Regions from separate parts of the Danio rerio genome. Here all the other regions are linked to region 1. A link is a contact called in public Hi-C and Micro-C data. All regions are on one chromosome and are shown on one strand. The core of a region is the stretch at or near the end of the contact, and the rest is flanking DNA. Distances in the headings are between cores, read along the strand shown.

The links. A called contact is a pair of places that touch in the nucleus more often than the background predicts.
Region 2: a Hi-C map of hematopoietic stem cells shows a contact between it and region 1, with 2.1 times the contacts expected there. The contact joins the promoter of rab7a here to the promoter of lrig1 in region 1. A contact is called at or near these places in 2 of 18 Hi-C or Micro-C datasets (hematopoietic stem cells and an unstated tissue).
Region 3: a contact with region 1 is called in a Micro-C map of caudal fin, with 4 times the contacts expected there. The contact joins the enhancer-like site here to the promoter of lrig1 in region 1. A contact is called at or near these places in 2 of 18 Hi-C or Micro-C datasets (caudal fin and an unstated tissue) and 1 of 4 datasets of contacts at active chromatin or transcription factors (caudal fin).

The regions. Positions count from the first base shown.
Region 1 is chr11:18,531,828-18,534,501 of GRCz12tu, forward strand. It overlaps lrig1 (leucine-rich repeats and immunoglobulin-like domains 1), which reads right to left and starts at 1,297. Exons shown (of 20, transcript XR_012387111.1): 1 at 186-1,297.
Region 2 is chr11:18,342,472-18,345,145 of GRCz12tu, forward strand. It overlaps rab7a (RAB7a, member RAS oncogene family), which reads right to left and starts at 1,301. Exons shown (of 6, transcript NM_200928.1): 1 at 1,052-1,301.
Region 3 is chr11:18,371,397-18,374,070 of GRCz12tu, forward strand. The region is part of intron 5 of slc25a26 (solute carrier family 25 member 26); the gene reads left to right. Among named protein-coding and RNA genes, the nearest start is that of slc25a26, 27 kb to the left of the region's middle. Within about 2 kb of position 1,350, at least 6 of the 62 cell types and tissues checked have an H3K27ac peak or open chromatin away from gene starts, as enhancers often do. A contact at or near this core is called in caudal fin, where this site is marked.

The sequences.
Region 1 (2,674 bases), core at 47-2,546:
TTAAACGTCTTATATTATTTATGAGACAATTTTAGAATTGGCATTTTTGTCGTTTGATATTCTATGACTTACGAGCCATTGTTTCGTCAAATGACAACTTTAGCTTGGTGTTTAGTAATTGAAAGCGTGTTGTTTAGGTGTTTAACAAGGCATTTGGTTCGGACTGGACAGTTTTGTGTACTTACAGATGCACAGTGCTCTTTGGCAAGTCTTGAGGGACATCAGTCATGTCCAAACGACTGCAGTCGGTCGTATCAAGCGTACACGTACAGTTTTGAGGACACGGTGCGCCATAATTGATTAACAGTTCCAGCGTCAAAAGCCAATAAAACACATGATATGAAAGTGATCCCATCTGTCCCAGCCACGCCGCCATTTTGTATCCAGTTGTCTCAGCGCTTAACGACTGATCTCTCTCATCCACAAACGGACAGCTCGAGCTTATTGAGTTTCTCAGAGTTCGAGTAATTCGCCTTCATTAAGTTGTTTGTTTACCCAGCGGTACTATCAAATTATACTGCGTTGCTTTCGGGCAATGCATCTGCCCTGAACTTGAAAACAGTCCCACAGTTTGAAAAAAAATCTCCTCTGCAGCACCACGTAAGTAAATCAAAGGTGAATCACGACGAGGCAATACAAGAAACTTGTCCAGTAGCCAAAACTAAATGCAGTTGTCCTTAAAAGGTTGAAAAGGGGGTCTGTATGGGGGATAGACGGGCGCTTTGTTTTGGCAAGAGCGATCCACTGAATCAAATGTAGTTTGAGGAGTTTAAATTGTCCACGGTGTTTCTGAACTTCTTATAATGTTTTGATCCTAAGGGATTCATTATAACGAAGAGTAAACACATAGTAGATCGTGTCCATTAACTCCACACGAGCGCGTTGAAGGAAAATCTAGGATCATCGGCGCTTTAAAGAAACTTTTCCACAGGGAAAACCGCACTCTTTAAAAAGTTTGAGGCTCTCGTTTCTTCTTACAAAGTATCCAAACTGCGACTCCACGATCAGTCAAGTAAAAACAATAAAACAGTTTTGAAGAGAAACAGTTCCAGTAAAGCCGTCCGACTGTTGTGAACTTTGCGGCTCTCTCGTTCGTTCGTACACTCTCTCCTTCCAGCGCGCGGTTGAAGGAATTGGGAAGCTTTTATCTTGATCTCGTTGTACGGTCCGAAAACTCTGATAATTTACAAATTCACCTCGCACTTCTAACCGTTTCCACCGCTTGTTTTCCCCCTCCCGGACTTTACTTTCTTTTTATCCAGACGTTCCTTCGTCCCACGTTGGATACATCAGAAGTGATAAAGATTCCCTCGTTCTGCTTTACAATTGGCTCTTGGGGCATGATTGACGGCCAGGCTCTGGCTCTCATTGGCTGCTTTGGAGCGCTCAGGCGCTGCGATTTTGGACTTGCCTGGGCCCAGCTGTCAGTCAACTCGCCTTAGCCCCGCCTATCTTTCCCACCCAGAGTGAGAAACCGCGCCCCCTCCTTTTACTCTCACTGCTTCTTAAAGGGACAATGATCATTGGGATATAATATAATATAATATAATATAATATAATATAATATAATATAATATAATATAATATAATATAATATAATATAATATATGATTCGGCTTAGTCCTTTTATTAGTCTGGGGTCTCCACAGCTGAATGAACCGCCAACTTATCCAGCATATGTTTTTACGCAGTGGATGCCCTTCCAGCTGCAAGCCATCACCGGGAAACTTTCATGCACATTCATTTAGACACATACACTATGGACAATTTAGCTTACCCAATTCACCTGTACCGCTTGTATTTAGACTTGTGGGGGAAACCTGAGCACCCAGAGGAAACTCACGCCAGCACGGAGAGAACATGCAAACTTCACAAAGAAATGCAACTGACCAAGCCGAGGCTTGTACCAGTGACCTTCTTGCTGTGATTATTATAATATTATTATATTATATTGTGTTTAAATATTATATTATATTATATTATATTATATTATATTATATTATATTATATTATATTATATTATATCATATTCTTATAGTCTAAATAATAAATCTATAATTTGTATTTATTTATGTAAAGTGAAAATAATATGTAGTCGATAATAATATTTAATATTCTGATTTGTAATTTTTAATATTTTAACTATGTAAAAGTGGAGAGAATTTCAATATTTATGTTGTTGTTGTTGCTATTATTATTATTATTATCCTTTCTAAAATTATTAGAACTATCAGACATAAAAAATATAATAATAAATACTACTGTTCTTCAACAACACAATGTGTGAGAAGAAAAATAGGTTAAAGAAGAAAGCTCACATCCTTTGAAAACATTTGACCGCATGAGCATCTGCTCTATTAAAGCAATCCAATCAAATGAGTTTTCAACTACTCCTGGAGGACCATTTTGTCCTCTTTAACCCAAACGGCATTTGGTATTTTAGCTGTCTATTCTGAGAGAGCTCTTGACATGCTTTCACACATGATTTATCTGTCAGTGTGCCTACTGTAAATCATTTGCTTTACAAATAACTTGTAAGCGGCACAAGTGTCAAGAGACTCTAAAGAGCCATAAAGAGACACAGATTGTGGATTTGAAGGGTGGCATCAACAGCAAACTAGAAAAACAATAATCTTACTTTACTTTAAACCTAAACTTGGGAAAAAACGCTTTG
Region 2 (2,674 bases), core at 51-2,550, 190 kb before region 1:
TTTTTGCCATATCGCCCAGCCGTCACATGCATCAAAAATCACATGAAAATGAAAACTTATAATATATAATAAAACAGTTTTACTAAACATTTCATATTCTGTGATTTGACTACTGCGAATGATCACATTGCGATATCGATGCTGAATCAATATATTGTGCAGCCCTACTGGCTAGTTAAGAGGCTCGCAAGATTTTGAGACACAGTTCATGACTGCCACCACTTTTACGACTCCATATTTAATCTGGAACCCATGACACTCGGTAAAGTCGGATCACATGGTAGAGCACTTTCCCTCAGTACGAAAAAGAATAGGAGAAAGTCAGTCAGCCGTTTCGACATCATGCAACAAATAACCAAGTGCGTACTAAAGCCACTGACACACGCGTTTTACAGTATACATCGACGCTACCTTTGAACAATAAAGAGGTATAGAATATAGGAGATTTTATCCTTTAATAATGATTGTTTATTAAAAACGGCTTGTTTCGCAATACCCCACGCCTGTTCCCGTGTGCAGTAAACATACAAGCAGAAACTGTATTTAATGCGGCTGCTTGTTGTGCAATCAGATGATTCCACATGAAAGCCAAGCAGCGCTGTAAAATCCATTTTCTGATCGATTATTACTTTATTAGTGACTCTCAATGATTGTTTTGATGTGTACATTAGCTCAAGATAACGGTGTACGATAAAACAAGATGCATTAGAGCAAACGCATATGTAGAAAAACAAACAAACAAAAAATTAAAATAATAAAAAAAATACCCAGCGCGACTGTCAGGCCTGTCAGGGTAACTGGAAACACCTGATCATCCAGGGCCTCACAAATCAACATCAGTGGCTGATTTTAACCATAAAAACCCTTACATATAAAATAAACATGAATAAAAGCGACTTAATGCCCTTTAACATCACAACAAATGATCTCGTTTGCTAATGTCACTCGTTAGCTTAACGTTACATGCCAATCACACATTCTCTCTCCATAAATCCACGATCATTCACTCGATTTCAGATATACAAGCATATATTCGGATTTTATAACTCACCTGGTTTATAAAGCAGGAGATCTAGCGAATATCAGTCTGTTTTTTTGTGCTGTGCTGTAGCCTGTAAGCTAAACTGCTACCGTGCCCTTACACGAGCCTGATGTTTATGAGGAAAAAAAACAAACAATAACTTCAGCTTCTGTCGTCAGTTGAAAACTGGATCGTTTTTGGCGAGTGTATGAGTAAATTAATCCGGATTCGGGAATACCGATACGGGCGCTGTAACCGTTGTTGCCCCCTGTTAACTGACGGTTCTTTTTTTCTCTTTCTGTTTCAGGATCTGCTTTAACTTCCTCCAAAACAACCCTGTGATAGCCAGCGATGTCATCACGCACGTGGCGTCATTGCGTATGCCCGCCCAGAAGATACGCCCTAAAAGAGGCTCTTCTACCCAGTGAATACTCTCTTAGTGAGATTTAAAAATATATTGACTCTAATAATTTATTTTGTAAGCAATGCCCAGAGTTCCTAGTACACTTATTTTGGCAATGCAGTTACACTAATTTGCAATTTTTGCAATTGTTGATGTTAGAAGGTTTATAAAGTCTTTTCCTAACTATGGGAAACTGTTTTGATTGGTTTTGTCAATTATAAAAAATAAGCTTTACATAAAAAGAAAATATATTTTCTTAATCATATTATCTTATTAACAACAAATTATATACATAAATGTAAATATTTAAACCAAAAACCTTTTTTATTTATATTTTGCTTACTGAAATGCAGTATTACTTTGAAACTATTTCTAACTCTTTCACAAAAATAGACTGGAAAACAACTGAAATTTGTAAATTATATAATATCTTTCTTTAATGTGTGATGTATATACCCATTTCGTTTTTTTTTTCTTTGTTTTTTTTAAATGTGTTTTTTGTTTCAATTTTCTATATAATGTAATGTGATTGTATATTCCCTCTTTTTTGCATAATAAAAAAGAGACTTTTCTCAAGACCCTTTTACTATTAAAGCCATTCCTATGGCCTTTACATTTTTATTTTATGGAACATATCATGTAGGTAATTTTTTTTTTTTTTGCACCTGTTTCCTTTTTTTTGTAATGCAAAGGTATGCTGATAATGGTAAGTTGATGTACATTACTATATGTTTAATAAAAGAAAAGAAAAGACCCTTTTATCGTACATTTTAAAATCAAATATTTTGTTAAGACACCTTTTTTTCTAAAAAAGTACAAACTATAAAATATGATAGCCCGATAATAACAAATAATAAAATAATCCAAATTAAAACAAAAAGTCATGCTTTTAATGACATAAAATTTCTAATTATTACATAATTTTTTTGGCCTAGATGTTTTTATTAAATCATTTTTTTAATTAAATTGTTTCTTTTTAACTATTTTTTACTTTGTTACATTGCTTTTACTTTGTTAGTTAGCATATATTTATATGAACAATTCCAAGTAATGTCCTAATTTATGTTATAGATGGCCAGCCTTTTAAAAGAAGAAGCTGAAATTGTTTATGGTTAAAATTTTTTTTTTGCATCATACAGTTATTGAATTTGATTGGGTTGTTTGGTCTATAGGATCCAAATTTAAGGTTTGTACTTCTTTCAATAAAGTTTTTAAATCATTGGGAATATCATTAATTATACTGTGTTGTA
Region 3 (2,674 bases), core at 100-2,599, 160 kb before region 1:
AACAATAACTGTGGCTGTTCCTAAAAACACTGTAATGTGCGCTGTAGACTTCTTAAAAGGCATCGCTCAACCAAAAATGTCAATTTTTTGTTGATTTAATGTGAAAAATGCGGTATAATTCACTCACTTTCAGGCCATTTTTGTAAGCATTTTTTCATACTTGTTATCTAAATAAATTGTAATGCATAGAAACATTGCACAAATGAGAATGATGTAAATCAATGATAAGTAAAAAAGAAAAAAAAAAGTTTAAAGCTACTGCAGCTGTATTAAGTCAGAAAATTAAGTCCTATACACAGGGGATGGCTTGAGTAATGGAGTAATTTTCATTTTTGTATGATAGTTCGTTCAAAATTTTAAATTATGTCACTGTTTTTTCATCCTATATGACTTTCTTTTTTCTGTTGAACACAAAAGAAGATATTTTAAAGAAAGCTGAAAACCTGTAACCATTGACTTTCATAATATTTATTTTTTTATTTATATATATATATTTTTTTACTATGGAAATCAGTAGTTACAGGTTTATCAGCATACTTCAAAATATCTTCATTTGTCTTCAACATAAGAAAGATTTTCAAACCACGTAAGGGAGGCTAAATAAATAATGAGTAAATTGTTAAATCTCTTTAAATCAGTGGTTACTGGCACATTAACAGTCAGAAAAAACATGAACAGGTGAAGCAAAATGAATTCTTCTTATACCCATGAAATTACATTGAGGTCTTATCAAACAAAACTGTTTGACTGTCATGAATAGGTGTATATTATGTTGTAAAAATGTTTGGTTTCTTCCACACACACCAGCCATTTTTGTCTCTGGTTTGTCTCTGTTCTTGGGACTATAATAATAGAATATAATAATAATAATAATAATAATAATAATAATAATAATAATAATAATAATAATTATTATTATTATTATTATTATTATTATTTTTATTATTATTATTATTATTATATTGTATTTATATAGATATAAACATAATATAATATAATATAACAATATAAATATTAAATTGCTCTCATAGACTGTATTTTGAGTTCATCCACTAGAGGGCATAACAGGATTAGGCCAGATCTGATAACCATCTGCATGAAAGCTGGAAAAGATCACAGCGCTCAGATTATTATAAACATCAAACAGCACAACCTTTTTTTCTTTTCTTTTTTTGCGATAGAACTGTTGCTTCTCCTTTACAAGTGTATTTTTTCTGGAAGATAACTGTAGTTTTAAAAACGAATGAGGAGTTTGTGAGCAGCAGTTTTTGTGACATTGACGGAGAGATCTCACTCTGTATATCAGCACAGATGTGAAGGGGAGGAGAGGAGAACTGGCAACCCTGGAAGAATGTAGTTTTTAAACACCCAAGCCTTGAGCTGCATCTGTCAGCTTCTGCTTAGGCTGTTGCTGGGTGTCCGACATTTTCTGAGGATTCGCTGCAAATCAGATGCTGTAGGTGCTTTAGAAAATTCTAGCATTGTTTAGATCATTTACTCAACCTCCTGCCATTCCGTACCTTTCATTTTATTTCTTTATTTTCTTTTTGGCTTAGACCCTTTATTAATTAGCGGTCGCCACAGCAGAAGTACCCGCCAACTTATCCAGCATATTGAATTTTATTTTATTTTAATTTATTTTATTTTATTTTATTTTTTTGCTGTTCTAAATGCATTTAGATTGAGATAAATCTAAGAATGCTGCAATAGTGTCAGTATATTTAAACTATTTATCAGAATTATCTTTGATTATAGAAGTCTTGAGAATGAATGGTCTTCAATAAAATAAAAGTTCAGAATAAAACACAACTTAGATTTTCTTAAATGATTATTTTTACGTTTTACGGATTTAAATTAAGTTGGATCATTTAAAAACGATTAGTATAGTATTAATGTTATTATTTGAGTCATTTAAAATGATTTAAAATTATTTAATGTTAATGAAGTATAAACAAATCTAAACCTTTATTGTGTATGTTTTACTATATTGTAATAAATTTTGTGATATTATAAATATTGTGATTAAAACAAATATATATTCATTATAATATGTTATTTTTTAGTATTTAAATGAATCATTACTCATAATAATACTAATACTAATAATAATAATAATAATAATAATAATACAAAGTTAATGTAAAACTTGGATTTTAGGATTCCAGAATTCAGTAAAATATTTTAGCAATTAAATTAAATTTATTATAAACGTTGATTCTAATTTTTATATAATTGCATTGCATAATATATTATTAACAGTACTAAATGCTTATATTGAAAAAATAAATGTAATTAAATGTAATTAAATAAAAAGTATATAGAAAGAGTTCAGATGCAAAAACCTGTAAGTGTAAGTGTTGAGTTTTTTTCCACTTTAAAGACCATACAACTAACTTATTCTTTGCCATAAAGGTAAAATTACCAAACATACACACACATGAAACTGATAAAAAAAAATCTGACAGAATTTAAATGTTTTTGCATTTAAACTCTTAATATTTAAAAATGTGTTTGATATTAAATAATAATTGATAAGATTAATGTTTAAAATATAATATGATCTAAAGCATCCTCCAGACAAGTTTTTCTGCTATACGATTCTTTCTTTCTTTCTTAGCTGGATTAGCTTGTCAGATGGTCATTTATTAGACAAAACAAACTAAGCAGCACATCC